Regions from separate parts of the Anser cygnoides genome. Here region 1 is linked to region 2. A link is a contact called in public Hi-C data. All regions are on one chromosome and are shown on one strand. Each heading gives the region's core, a stretch centred on a gene start, on an enhancer-like site or on the middle of the called end of the contact. The rest is flanking DNA. Distances are from core to core; before and after follow the strand shown.

Region 1 (7,285 bases), core at 3,119-5,618, 160 kb after region 2:
CTGTCTCTCTCTCGCGCAGACATCAATGGCAGCGTGTAAGTTATAAATAGAACAGATTCCACCACTCAGAGCCTGATCCAATTCCTGCAAAATGCCAGGGCTTTTTTAACGTGTTTTAATGGAAAACAAGCCAGAACTTGGAAGAACACTCAAACAGTCCCAAACCTCAGATAATGAAGCCCACTTTACTCCCTGTGAAGCCAATGGTGGAGCTTTTTGCTCTTATTTTAGCAGAATAAGGTCCTAGCTTTTTTTTGAAAGAAAAATCAAAATTCTTCTGATATTTTAATTTTTTTTTTTACTCTAAATAAAAATGGCTGAGAGCATGGCTTAATTTTTATTTTTTTATTTTTTTTATTTTTTAATTTTAATTTTTAATTTGGATGGTTCCTCAAAAAGCTGGAAATGCAGTCACAGCAATATTGTCCTACTGGAAACTATTTTCTAGCCAGAAATATAGTGTTGTTATGTGTGGTAATTGAAACACATAAATAAACATTGCGAAGGTTAAAACAAACAAACAAAACATACTTTAAAATCTTCATGTTTATTATTTAAGCTGTAGATGTTCACAAATGTAAACAAAACATTGGTATTAATCAAATATTAATATTAAATATTAACAGAATTGTTGAGTATATGCTTGATGAAATTTTTCTTGCAACCTAAGTGTACAATTTACATTCTATTCTCCTTGATAATTATGAAAATTGTTTCAATCTCTGTCCCTTACGTACTATAGAATGCATATAATTTCTGAAGCAACAGAATTGCCTATCAAACACACAGAACCGTTTGACTTTATTTAAAATCAGACACTGGCTGCAATATTTAACTGAAGTCCCACTTCTGGATCAAGTATTGTCACCTGTATATTCCATTCCAGCACTCTGGAATATATTGGAATACTAGAACATACTCTGGAATACCCTTTATATTCCAATTGAGAAGTATATTATAAATTAATATTTTTGCATTATTACAACTGTATTTAAGTGTGGGAAAGTGTTGTACATAAGCTGTATTATCTAATTGCCTTCCAAAATTATAAAGTGTGTATTTTAAAGCTTAAAGATGTGAAAAACAGGCTTTGTGTAGCACTGGAGTAAAAGCATCGTGATTCCGTGTGTCCCTGAGTCCTTGTGAGAATTATTTCTGGATTTGTTGCCAGTTATTGAGGAAGTCAATGGCCTGAGACTGATAAACCATATTTTGTTAATATATAAAGCAGTAATATTTGAGGCAGCTAACTGCAAAGTGAGATCATCCTTAAACTAATTAGCCTAGGGTGGACCTCCGCTCTGTATCTTTGGAAATAAATATAAAGGGAATGCATGAACAATATTTCATTTAAACTGCACTTGCACAGACTGGACACCTGCAACAAATTTTTCCATGCAGCAAGTTTTCCAGTGTTGCTGAAAGGACAGTAAGTTTTAAGAACTGAAGCAAAATGTTGGCCAGAGAAAAGGGCAACAAAAGCTGTAAAGTGAAAAACATTACAGAAAATCTGTTCCACAAGGGCTTCTGGAGATGAAGATGAGAGGGACAGTGAGGGGAAGAGACTGATAGCAAGGAGAGGAAGGAAAGCACCAGATTCAGCTGCAACTGCATTCTGCTGACTTTTCTCCTCGTCTCACTTCCTATTTCATTTTGCGGGATGTCTTTCCTGTAATCTTTCTCCTTCCGCACATTTTCAAATGCAACATCTTTCCTCTTTTCTTTCCCCAACTTTCATCTCCTACCACCCACCCTATCTGCTACAGTCAGTTCCATTTACTATTCCATCACTCACGCTAACAGCAGTAGAATACAAACTCCTACTTAATTAGGCTGTGATTTTAGCCCAGATAAGGATATCTACCATGTCCATATCAGAAGATGGTTTATGAAACACCTGCCAATGATTGACAAAGAATGGAGAAATGTTGCTCACGTGAGACTTGAGCTGATTGTGCTGACTGAGCCAAAGAGCCCAAACCAGCAAACAAGCCCATCAACTGCAGTGGGACTACTGGTGTGATTAAACATCTGGTGGCTCAGGTGGCTGGTAGAGGAGCCCTGATGGGGAAAAATAACAGCAGCGTTTGTGGTGAAATGGCAAAATAAGCATAAATGAGGTGGCGTGTCTGTCATGGCCTGGAGGCCCTGGTTTAACCACTGGTGAGTTATGGTTGAACAAGGATTGCAAATCACACAGAGATACAGATATAGAGAGATCCTATCTACACCAGTACGTGTGTAGCCCCATGCAGCCAGAACGGAAACAAATCTCTCTTAATACAGCTGCAGAAAATGAAAGCCATCTTTACAGCTTGATTTTAATTTTCTGTGTTTAAGCGCAAAAGAGTGGAGAACATAAAAGGAGAATAATGAAGGCTGTCTACTTCAGACCTTCTGGTTGTCTGGAGATGATAATTTTGGAATGGAAAAGATTACCTAAGGGGAAAACATTGTGTTTTTGAATGAATACCCCTTTAATCAGAAGCTCCTTCTCCAGGTCTGAAATACAAAAGCATGACTTACCAATTTGCTACCCCTTTTCAAGTCAAGATTTTTCTGTCAGCTAAGAAGCTGGCATGCTTTTGAATTAAGCTTAATTTTATAATAGGATCTGGCTTAAATCTGATATTTGAGGACATACGATAAATTTATCCCCCTACCTCTTACCTCCCTGCAAACTGTCCTGGCTGGTGTTGGAAAGGAGAACCCCCTCAGCTGAGAAATCACTTGGTGTTATGACTGGCAAAGATAAGATCATGGAAACACATATGAAAATATTGTTTGAGCAACTTCTGATGCAGTTACCCTCAGAAACTGAGGAACTAACGTGCCAAATAAGGAACACAGTAAAGAAGGGAAATGCCCTATTATGAATGCTTTGCCTTTTTTGCTGAAGCACAGACTATGTGTTCGTGGCAGATGTTATGCTAAGATGGCTAGGTTATTATGACTCTATTATAAAATGGGAGGCATCCTTAGAAAACTGCTGCAGCTGGAACATGCTTGCACTGAAGGGTGGAAAATTGCTCCATTAATCTGTGTTGCGTCCTCATACCCAGCGCCCTAGAAAGTGTTCCAAAGCTGACTCTGAATTTACAACATAATCAAAATGGACAGGTGTGAAATCTGACCTTCCGTACTTTTTACCTATGTATAATATATTGTCACTCTATCCATGTAACTCAGTGTTTGCGTCCTCTTCCAAGGACTGTTTGCTTTGAAAAAACGCACCGCATGTATTGCGGGGATAGACATTTTAGCTCCATGCTCGAAGGGATTTAAATATATTATTTGCAAATAAGCAAACTTTCTATAATTTTTTATGCAGCTTGCACCAGGACGTACAGATGAATAAAAGAACCTTCTTATCTGTTTGTAGGACTGGTACAAAAGATTTTTGAGGAGGCTCTGTCAGCTGCACTGAATGGGTTGTTAATCAGCCTGATTTCTTATGTGACAGCCATACAGAACATATGTGAGAGCCCAGAATGGCTCCAACACCAAGGTGGGAGCAAAGCAGAAATCTAATCAACGGACTAACAGATGAAAAAGCCATTGGTAAACAAATAAAAAGTACACTAAAATAAAGAGGCAACGATGGATAGTGATAACACTAAAATCATTTGGAAGACCTGAGCTTTATTTCCAACCATGCTACTTCTCTCTTCTCTTGTTTATACTGCAGATTGTTTGGGGTGAGATTATCCTGTTTTAGTACAGTTTTGGGTGAGATTACCCTGTTTTAGTATGTGTATCAGTACCAACTGGGCCTCGGGGCAATACTTGGAATCATAATCATACCTAATCAAGGCAACTTCACTGAACAGCAGCGTAAATGACAAAATAAATGGGCCAAGCAGCTGCGGACCTGAAATACACACCTGTCCTGCTGGACACGGTTGGCTTTGGCAATTTTGTGCTGCCGTGAATAACTAAATAAGCCACCTGCAGCCCACCCCAGGTACCACGCCGCCTTTCCACAGAGGGATGCAGCGGGAGATGCGCGAAGGTACCAACACCCCCCCACACACACAAAAGCCGTGTTTCTCGTGAAACAACCCCCTGTCACGAGGGGCCAGCAGCGGGACACGGCGGTCAAAGAGCCTGAGGAACGTGTAGGAGGAACGAGAGGCTCTGGGGCACGCCGAGTGAGGGACTCTGCCCGTCACAGCGCCCGCCCGTCGGGGCACGCAACATGGCGGCGCTCCCCCCCCCCCCCCCAGCGCTGAGGCAACGGCCGCCGCGCAACCGCCGCCGGCCCCTCCCACCCCCGCGCGGTCACGTGACCCCCGCGGCGAGGCGGGGCCGCGCCGCTGAGGTGGCGCGCGCTCCCCCCCCAGCTTCGCCACAGCGACCGAGCGAGCACGCGCACGGGCGTGCACGCGCTGCGCCAACCGCCTCAACCGCCGCCCGGCGCCGCTTTCACCCCCCCCCCCCCCCCTCGTCCTCCTCCTCCTCCTCCTCCTCCTCCTCCTCCTCCTCCTCCTCCTCCTGCGGTGCCGACCGCCGCCGGCCCCGTTGAGGTAAGCGGGGAAGGGGGGAACGTGAGGCGCTGAGGGGACGCGGGCGGGGAAGGGGGGGGGGGGGGGGGGTGTTCTACTCCCCCCTTTTTATTTTTATTTTTTTTTTAATTTAATTTTCCTGTCCGTCGCTTCTGGTGGAGGGGAGGGTGAAGTTTTACCGGCTGGAAGTAGGCTGCCGGCTTTGTGTGCGCGGTGGAGTTTCAGCCCGGTGCCCATCGCGGTTATTGTGTGGGGGCTGAGCTCCTTCCTCTCGTCCAGCGGTGACTGGGTACGTGCTGGAGGCAGCGGGGGCTCGGAGCTGAGCTAGGCGGTGTGCTGCTTGAACGTAGTGCGTTGTCATCCAGAAGACCGATGTGGTGAACGTAATTCTCTCGTGCATCGGTGCCTAATCTTTTGGGAACAGTATTCCAAAGCTGTCGTGAGAAAGGATTTGTTAGCCCATAATGGTATATGGCATTGTTTAGGATCATGTCGGAGGGGAGGAAGATGACAGACAGTCCTACAGATCATAGAATCAGTGAGGCTGGAAAGGATCACCAACGTATCTGGTCCAACCATCCCCCTCCCACCAATCTCTCTCTCTCCAATTTTGAATACTGAGCACTTAATGTTTGAAAAATATGTTGGAAAGGGAGTTGTGGGGAACTGGGGGTCGGCCTCTTCTCACAGACAGCCAGTGATAGGCCTAGAAGGAATGGCCTCAAGTTGTGCCAGGGGAGGTTCAGGTTGGAAATGAGGAGACATTTCTCTTCAGAAAGAGCAGTTGGAACGGTTGCCCAGGGAGGTGGTGGCATCACCGTCCCTGGGGGTGTTCAAGGAAAGGTTGGACCTGGTGCTTGGGGACGTGGTTTAGTGGGTGACGTTGGTGGTAGGGGGATGGTTGGACCAGATGATCTTGGAGGTCTTTTCCAACCTTAATGATTCTATGATTTTAAGAGGGAAAATGAGTGGGTTTGTTTGTGTTTTAAGGATGTACAGGTATTCATTAGTTAAGATGAAAAAATCTTAAGTCCCTGCGTGACTTCAGTTTGTGTCACTGAAAGTGTGGGCCTGGCAATCCCACACATACGTATGTACGTACATGACTGTGGTCTGTATGCATACTAGGCAGCTAGCTCCAGCCACAGCTGTCAGTTCTCTCCTAGCCCCTGCTCTAGGCTTTTTGCATCCCAGAACATACAGGAATGTAAACAATTCTACTGTCTCTTAGAAAAAACATCAAGGAAATCCTGTTTTATTGGAGTAAGCGAGTGTTTGGTGAGATGTCCTTTAAAAACATCACTGTTATATGGTAGAATAACAGAACTGAGAAGCTGATGTTAAGAAGTTTCTAAATAAACTCAGGATGTTGGGGAGTTTGAAATGCTCCATTATGTGGCGTTATTCATACTACAGTAAGAATAGGTAGTGCTGAAAGGCTGTAGTAAGCAATTACAGTATTAATCGTTAAGCTCATAGCCTAACTTTTCAGTTATCAAAATATTTGTTTATTTCAATGGCCTGTAAAAAAAAAAAAAAAAAAAAAAGTGGTGTTTGAACACGTCTTATTCTCGGAACTTAATGCTTTGGATTGTTAGAAAATTAAGTTACTTGTTTGTTATTCTGTACTAGTCAAACATACATCCGAAATATTGTTGTATTGCAGTGCAGAGAACTTTGCCCTTTTTCCCTACCTGCAGCATTTCTTCCCACTTGTGTAAGGCCGTGATCGGTTATGGGGAAATGTAAGCTGTGCTTCTTGCACTTGACACCTCCTTATGTATCTGAAGCCCAGAGGCTGCACACAGGAGCCGTTCTTTGCGCTACATGCTTTTTTTATGTCTCTGTCTCTGAGAAATTGCCGTCTAGTTCAGATAAAGCTGAAAAGATTTTGTTCCAAGTCACACTGGGAACTTTGATAAAAGCTAAAGATTAAATTAGTTGCATTTGGTATTGTGTTTTTTTTCTCCTCGAAGATTCTTACGTAGCTAAAACTCCAGAATTTTCTTCTTTTTCTTTTTTTTAAAAAAGAAGTTAAATGAAAGGTTGCAACCTGTAGGAGACCAGGGAGTCAGTTCTTCAGTGTCTTTGTGTGTGAGCATCAAGTATCTGAGCTGAATTATAACACTGCTATTTCTGCTTTTAGTAAAATAGATTTGGCTTCTACATGGAGTAACTTCTAATCACTGTTTGTCGTGAATTGCAAACACCTGATATGTAACTGTCTGAAAGAGATGAAAGGATAGCTTCTGGTGTGAGATCTGGTGCTGCAAGTTAAATATATCCACAGTGAAAAAGCTTTCAGGTTTATACAAACCAGTGAGTGGTACGTTTGTGATCAAATTTCACTCTAAAATACATGCTTTAGATGTGTTCCTGCAATACTGGGCAAATTCTAAGAATGGAACAAAGTAGCATGCTGTATCCCAATGACTTTTAGATCTTGCAGTGCTGATCAGAAGTACTTTCATGAACTTCTGATCTCACTGCTCTCTGCAGCTTCCTGGGGAGGGGACATGCAGAGGAAGGTCTCTGCTCCTGGTAACCGACGTCAGGACGCACAGGAACGGCACAGAGCTGTGCCCAGGGAGGTTCAGACGGGACATCGGGAAACATTTAGTTACCTTCGGGGTGGTCAGACTCTGGAACAGGCTTCCTAGCGAGGTGGTTGATGCCACATGCATGTCAGTGTTCAAGAGGCATTTGGACAATGCTTTCAGCAATATGCTTTTTAACTTTTGGTTGGCCATGAGAGGTCAGGCAGTTGGACTGGCTGATCG
Region 2 (6,388 bases), core at 574-3,073:
CCACGCAACAGAAAAAAAAATAAAAAAATAAAAATAGCTGCTTGCAGCGGGGTTAAGGGTCCCAGGCGGAGACCCCCGAAGGGGGTGCCTCCAGGTGCGGACAGCGGGGCTGGGCACCCCAAGGAAGAGCAGAGTGGGGGCGCCTTTGTGGCCCCATTCCCTTTGTGTGCAAGCCCCAAGCCGCTCGCCAGGGCTACAAACCCTCCGGGGGGGGCACCTCGTTTCCAGCACCCCGCGGGGATCGCCCTGCACGTATGGGCTGCCCGCTCCGGGGGCATCAACAAGGAGCGGTGGGGGAAAAGAGCCTGAGTGCGGGGCAGCGACCTGGTCCCCCCTCCCGGCCCTCCGCCACGGGGCACTTGGTGGCCTGGGAGCGCTTTGGGAGCACACCCGAAGGCGGTGAATCACAGCCGTGGGGCAGCCGCTCGCTGCCAGCCTCCCCCCGGCCCCAAAGCGCGGTCCGAGGGCGCTGAGGGCAGCGCAGGGGAAGGGGCAGCACGATGCAAAGTTTTCGTAAACAGCACAAAGAAAACCCAGAGAGCCTCGTTTTTGCAAAGGGGGGTGGGGGGGGTGTATGTGCGTCTTCCTCCTCCTTTTAACCCTAACCGCGTGCAAAGTTTTGTACTTCTTCGCCCTCTTTTAAGGGATGTAAAGGCAGAAGAAAGCAGCAAGTTCCCGCAGCCCCTCGTCCCAACGCTGCAGACAAAGACCGGCAGAGCCTGCCCCGCTCCGAGCCGAGCCGTGCCGAGCCGATCCGAGCCCCTAAGCTCAGCCCAGACCGCCGAGAGGCGGCCGGGGAAGGGGCACAAAACTTGGCCGCGGCACGGAGCGGGCGGCGGGGCAGGCTCGTGACAGCCGCCGGCAGCAGCCGCGTGGGGCTGCGAGCCCGGCCCGCGGCGGGACGAGGGCGGCCCCGGGGGGCAGAGGGGGTCCGGGGGGGTGGGGGGCAGAGGGGCTCCGTCCCGCTCGGCAGCCCACCGAGCACGGCCGCCCCCGCCGGGGGAAGGGGCGCGGGGTCCCCCCCTCTCTCCCCGCAGGCAGGTACCTTTTTTACTTTTCATCTTGACGGCGAGGACCGAGCCGCCGCTGCCGCCGGACTCGCCGCGCAGCCGCCCGCTGAGCCAAGTTTCTGCCGGCCGGCCGCTGCTCCCCTTTTAAACTCGGCGAGGAGCAGGAGGAGGAGGAGGAGGAGGAGGACGAAGCAGCAACAGCAGCAGGCGAGGAGCTCGGTGCCAGGCGCCCGGGCCGGGTCCTCGGTGCTGTCAGCGGGAGCCGCGGGGCTCTGCCTCCCCGGGGGCTCGCTGGCGGCGGCTGTGGCCGGGGTGGGCTTCCCTCCCCCCGTCCCTTTGTTCCTTTCTGGCGGTGATTGGCCCCAGCTTGGTAAAGTGAGAAAAGGCACGGGAGGAAAAGGTACACGAGTGCACCCTCCCCCACCTTCCAGCAGTGAGTAAGAGTAACCCGGAGCTACGCGAGCACTCGCGGCGCTGCCTCCTCCTCCTCCTCCTCCTCCCGGCCGCCTCTCTCCTCCCCTGCCGGCTGCTGCGGCTCCGCCAGGCGGGAGGGGAGGGCCGAGGGGGGGTCCCCCCGCACCCGCACGCAGCCCTCCGTGCCTCCCTTTCTTCCAGGCAGCCGTTTGATCGTTAAACTGGAAGGAGAAGGGGGCGAGGAGCGGGAGGGGGGGGGAGATTTTGACAGCTGCCCTTGACTAGCCTCCTCCTGTTGCTGCCGGATGAACCACCCACTCCTGCGCGTGAATAGAGAGGAGAAGAAAGGAGAGTGTGTACGGCAGGAGCAGGAGCCCCCCTCCCTGCCAAGGCGCGTCCCCTTTCTGGGGTTATTTTTACAAAAGGTGGTTGTTTTCTCCCCCCCCCTCCTTTTTTTTTCTTCTCCCCCCCCTCCCGGCCCGCTGGATCTTGCCGTGACACATGCTCACGGCTTGAAAGAAAAGTCTCACAGCTTGACTCATCGCTGCCAGCACGTGGTGCAGCAACAGTTTATTTTCTCTCCCAGACGAGAGAAATGCGGGAGCCCTCGGCCCCGCAGCGCCAGCTCCGCTCACGCCGCTCGCCCGCACCCCCGAAGGCGAAACTCCGGGCGGGGGGGGGGGGGCTGCGCACGGGGGGAGTTAGTGTGAAAAGTAAAACAAGCCGTCATACCTTTAAATTAAAAAAAAAAGAAAGGCGTGCGGATGTGGTGTGTTTTTGTGCAGGGCAGTGCGTGTGTTTGTTTTAGTGCCGCGCAGCCACGTGCTCGCTTGTTTGTGAGCGAGGAGGCGCAGGGGCAGGCATGTCGGGCTGGGAGCGAGCGCTTTAAGCGGCTGATGAAATAATAAATTCCTACGGCGAAAACAGGGCTCGCTTCCCCCCCCCCGCCCTCCGGCTCGGCCGTCCACACAAACGCGCATTCACGGCAGAAGAGGAAGCGACGGCGCTTTTTAACAGCGAGCCCTCCCCGGCACCTCGTAACTATTTTTATATAGCGTAATTACAGCGACCTAGCCGGAGATAAAACAGCTGTTACATCCTGAACGGGGGGCACGTGCGGCTCTTGAGCAGTTGCAGTCAACGGGGCCCCGCCGCGGGGCTGGCGGCTCTCCCCGGGCTGGGCTGGTGGCTGGTGGCCGGCCGGGGGGGCTGCGGTACCTCAGGGCAGCGCCGGGCCGTTACCGGCCGTTACCGGCCGTTACCCGCCGTTACCGGCCGTTACCCGCCGTTACCCGCCAACCGCCCTCCGCTGGCCGCTGTGTGTGGAGGGAAGGGGGGGGGGGTGCGCGCCCTTCGAGCCCCGTTCCCGCCGCCTCCATTTTGTCCCCGTTCGGTGCCGGGGGGCTATGGGGGCAGCGCTCCGCCGCCCTTCCCCTCCCTCCTTCCCTCCTTCCCCGTACGGTAGGAGCGCGGAAGGAAAAGGCTCCGGTATTTTTAACGCTGAGAGCCGAGTTGTGTCTCTGGAGGGAGCGGTGACTCATAGGTGGCGTGTGAGAGCGATTTTTTTATTTTTTTCAAAAAAATATTACTATTTTTTTTTTTCTGTGATGGTTGTTTTTAAAAGTCCTGCTTCACAGCTGTGAGAGCTGACTCTTCGGGCTGGTGTTTTGAGCGCCCAAGGCTTGGTCGTGCCAAAGAAGTAATTACGGGAAGTTAACAAAAGACATGTCAGGGAGCTGAAGAGATTTTCCCCTCTACGTACGAGCCGGCTCACGCTTGTTTATTGTCCTTGGGACTCCTGGCAAGTTTGTGAACCAAACTCATACCCCCCCCACCCCCTTTTTGTTTGGTCTTTGGTGAGGTCATTTTTACGAGGGGAAGAATAAGGCTTTTCTCTCACACTGAGCTTAAACTCACTTTTAAGAGCGTTAGGAACAGCCTTTCTAACGCCGCTGGAATGCTGGTCCTGAGGAATTTACTCAAAGGGGAAAATTGATTTTGACTTAGCACATGGCTGCTTTCAAAGCTGACAGGCTGTAAAAAGCAGGAGGGTAGGTCTGCGTCCCTCGGGCTAGAACCAGAGGACCCCAGACGAGCAAGTCTTTGTGCCTAGTTCCCTGGGTACAACATGAGTAGAAAAGTGATTTATTTTTTTTTTTGGCAAGTTACTTTGTGGGTGCAAGTATTGTGGGGGGAAAGACAGAAAGTGGACTTGTGCAGTTTTCATTTATTGTCAGGGTGGGGCAATACGTGGGGTTTGTCTACAAACTCTGATGTCGTTTAGCACTTGGAGATACATATTGGAGGTTCTAGGGTGGATAAAGCTTGCCAAAACGTAGGGTGGTTGGAAGAAAACTGCTGTAGCCTTCTGTAACAGTAAACAAGCTTGAAAGAAAATGGTGTCTAAAACCATAACAGGTGATTTCATTGCTTGTTCTGAGCTGGAATTTAAGGGTAGAGAATGACTCGATTTTTGAGTGAGTTCAGTAAACTGGTGGCTCATAAGTTGATGGTGAATGTTGGCACTGGCTGCTGCTTGCGGGCAGAAGCAGTTGGTATGTAAGAAAATACACCACTTTCCATGGTTTTCTGTTTCTCTTCACAGGTTGACAAGGCTGTGGATTTAGTATTACTTAATCTGCTGGAGCTGTATCAGCACTAATCATATCTCACGTGCAGTTCATGCTGCTCACTGAGCAACTTTGGCTTCCATGCAGCTCCTTGGGTAAGTGCGTGCTCTACACATGCATCAAGATACGTCTGTACCAACAGGTTTGAACAACCTGGCTTAGCCGCAGCAAGTTCAACTCTGTCTGGATTTGTCTGTATTGACACGCTGTAAGTATGTGTAGAATTGGATTCAAAGAGGGAGAAAAAAAAAAGTGGAGCGGCTAGACTTTGAGTTGTTCAATGAACGTCTGTACCACAGGTTTGTGAGTGTTCTGTGGTCCTGCGTGCTTGCTTTTGTCCCATTGCACTGCCATATGTGATACCTTGTGTGACTAATTATACGTGTCTTATTTACAAGTGCTGTGCTTTGCAATGCTGGGACTGCATATGCCTACCAACCACTGAAGTCTCCAAGACTATGCTTTGGACATAAAAACTCCTACAGGGAGTGCTCTGGAAAATCAATATTTAGGCGTCACAGGCTTGTGGATATTTGTTATCTTAGACTGTTTGTTCCAGTTTCCCAATCATAAACTTGACAGTATTATATCCTCTCTCTTTATAGGACATCACGACAATAAACATGATGCTGATCTCTGTGGAACGCTGACTTGCCACTGAAGTGTTTGTGAGGAAACATACTACTTTATAGTTTGTGCAGAATTAAGTAGTGCACAGTAAGTTAAGCAAGTTACACCTTTCGCAACAAGAATAAAGTGATGCAACAAATAACTGTTCTTTCAGTGGATAAATCTGTCCTATGCACGGAAAAACAGTGATTCTTGTTACGGGTCACACCCATTCTTCACCTTTACTTATCCATGACATTGACTAGTCTCAGATGGTCTAGAGGAAAAGGAGGAGGCACAGAAAGCAGACATGAGGTAATATTTTCCCACAAATGTCCCATCCTATTCTTTAATAGTTAGATACAAGCCCTGAAGCAATAGCTTAATATAACTTATTTTGTTACTGAGATAGGTGGATGGTTTTTATTCTGGTATAAATGTTTAATATCTTTATGGTATTTAAACGTTGTAAGGCAGTCAGTGGCAGAGTACCATGTTGAATTGTGAATTACATAAAAAGGCATTTCTTTTGTTTTTCTTCTTAACTTTATTTCATTGAATATCCTCTTGTGCTTTGAGACAAGGAAAAGAAAGTTCCTGGTTTTTACCTTCTCTATACCATTCATTATTCTATGTGCTTTCATCATGTCTGCTTTCGAAGATAAAAATAAATAAATCGGTTTTCTCAGTCTCTTTTCCTATGAGAATTGCTCCCAGCTTTTGATTGTTGTCTTGGTTCTTTCCCAAGTCTATTTGGTCATACAGTATTCCATTTTTCAGTAAAGGTGACTTATGCTCCATGCAGTATTCTAAGCGAGGTTATGCCTCTGATTACAATATATATGTATTTGATATTACTCCCTGACCTATTTCTTGTGGAATCCAGCATGTTAGGCTTTATTTTTGGCTGCTGCTACATACTGAGCAGAGGGCTCTAACAACTTTGGAGAGTATATAGCTTGTTTGAAGTTTCTCTTATATGTGGTTTTGTATTCATCTTGGTGTTGAGCTTCTCTTATTGCATTATTCATTCATGCAACGAGAGTCACACTGAAGTTACTCGCAAGTCTCCCTTTTCCCAGATACATTTTTGATAGCTACAGACTTCAGCACCTCACTCTTCTTTACCTGTCCCGTTTTTTTTTTTCTCTCTCTCACTGGGCTGAGTTAATATATTAAAACAGAGTACAGGACCTGGATGCACCCTACTGTTAACCTTTTGTCATAATAAAAATAAGCCATTTAGCCTTGCACTGTGTTTCTCTTGCTCTAACCAGATTTTCATTCGTGACAATTGTTTGCCTTTTCCCCTAGCTTGTTCTTTGTCTGGTAGCTCCTTGCATGGAACCTTTTCAAAAACTTCGGAAATCAAAATTATGCCAGCCAGCTGTGCTCCCATAATTAGAGCACACTTTGCCGCCGTTGTGAAAGGGGGGAAAAAGGGTAAATCAAAGTTGTGAACACAATCCTAACGTTTCAGAACTTCTCTGTAATAGACTCTGCAACTTGGATGTGCTTTACGCTCTTTTATGTGTGCGCTTTTCTGCTTGTCAAAGATCAAACAGGAGGCAAAGCTCAGGAATCCCATATGTGGAATCACACTGATTCCTGTCTGGTATGGCGTCAGGTCTGCAACCTTTCGGTTCTCAGCATGGGCTTCAGTACAGACTTGAGGTAACAAGTAGTCGTTACCATTCCTGATGAAGATCAGCTGCGACAGTGATG

The links. A called contact is a pair of places that touch in the nucleus more often than the background predicts.
Region 1: a Hi-C map of liver shows a contact between it and region 2, with 1.8 times the contacts expected there. The contact joins the promoter of LPIN2 here to the promoter of TGIF1 in region 2. A contact is called at or near these places in 2 of 7 Hi-C or Micro-C datasets (both in liver).

What each region holds. Positions count from the first base shown.
Region 1 is chr2:111,928,456-111,935,740 of Taihu_goose_T2T_genome, forward strand. LPIN2 (lipin 2) reads left to right here and starts at 4,369. Exons shown (of 20, transcript XM_066992825.1): 1 at 4,369-4,526.
Region 2 is chr2:111,767,758-111,774,145 of Taihu_goose_T2T_genome, forward strand. TGIF1 (TGFB induced factor homeobox 1) reads right to left here and starts at 1,824. Exons shown (of 6, transcript XM_066992815.1): 1 at 1,046-1,824. The coding sequence starts at 1,061. LOC106034949 (a long non-coding RNA gene) reads left to right here and starts at 2,758. Exons shown (of 5, transcript XR_010829625.1): 1 at 2,758-2,974; 2 at 4,030-4,149; 3 at 4,660-6,388.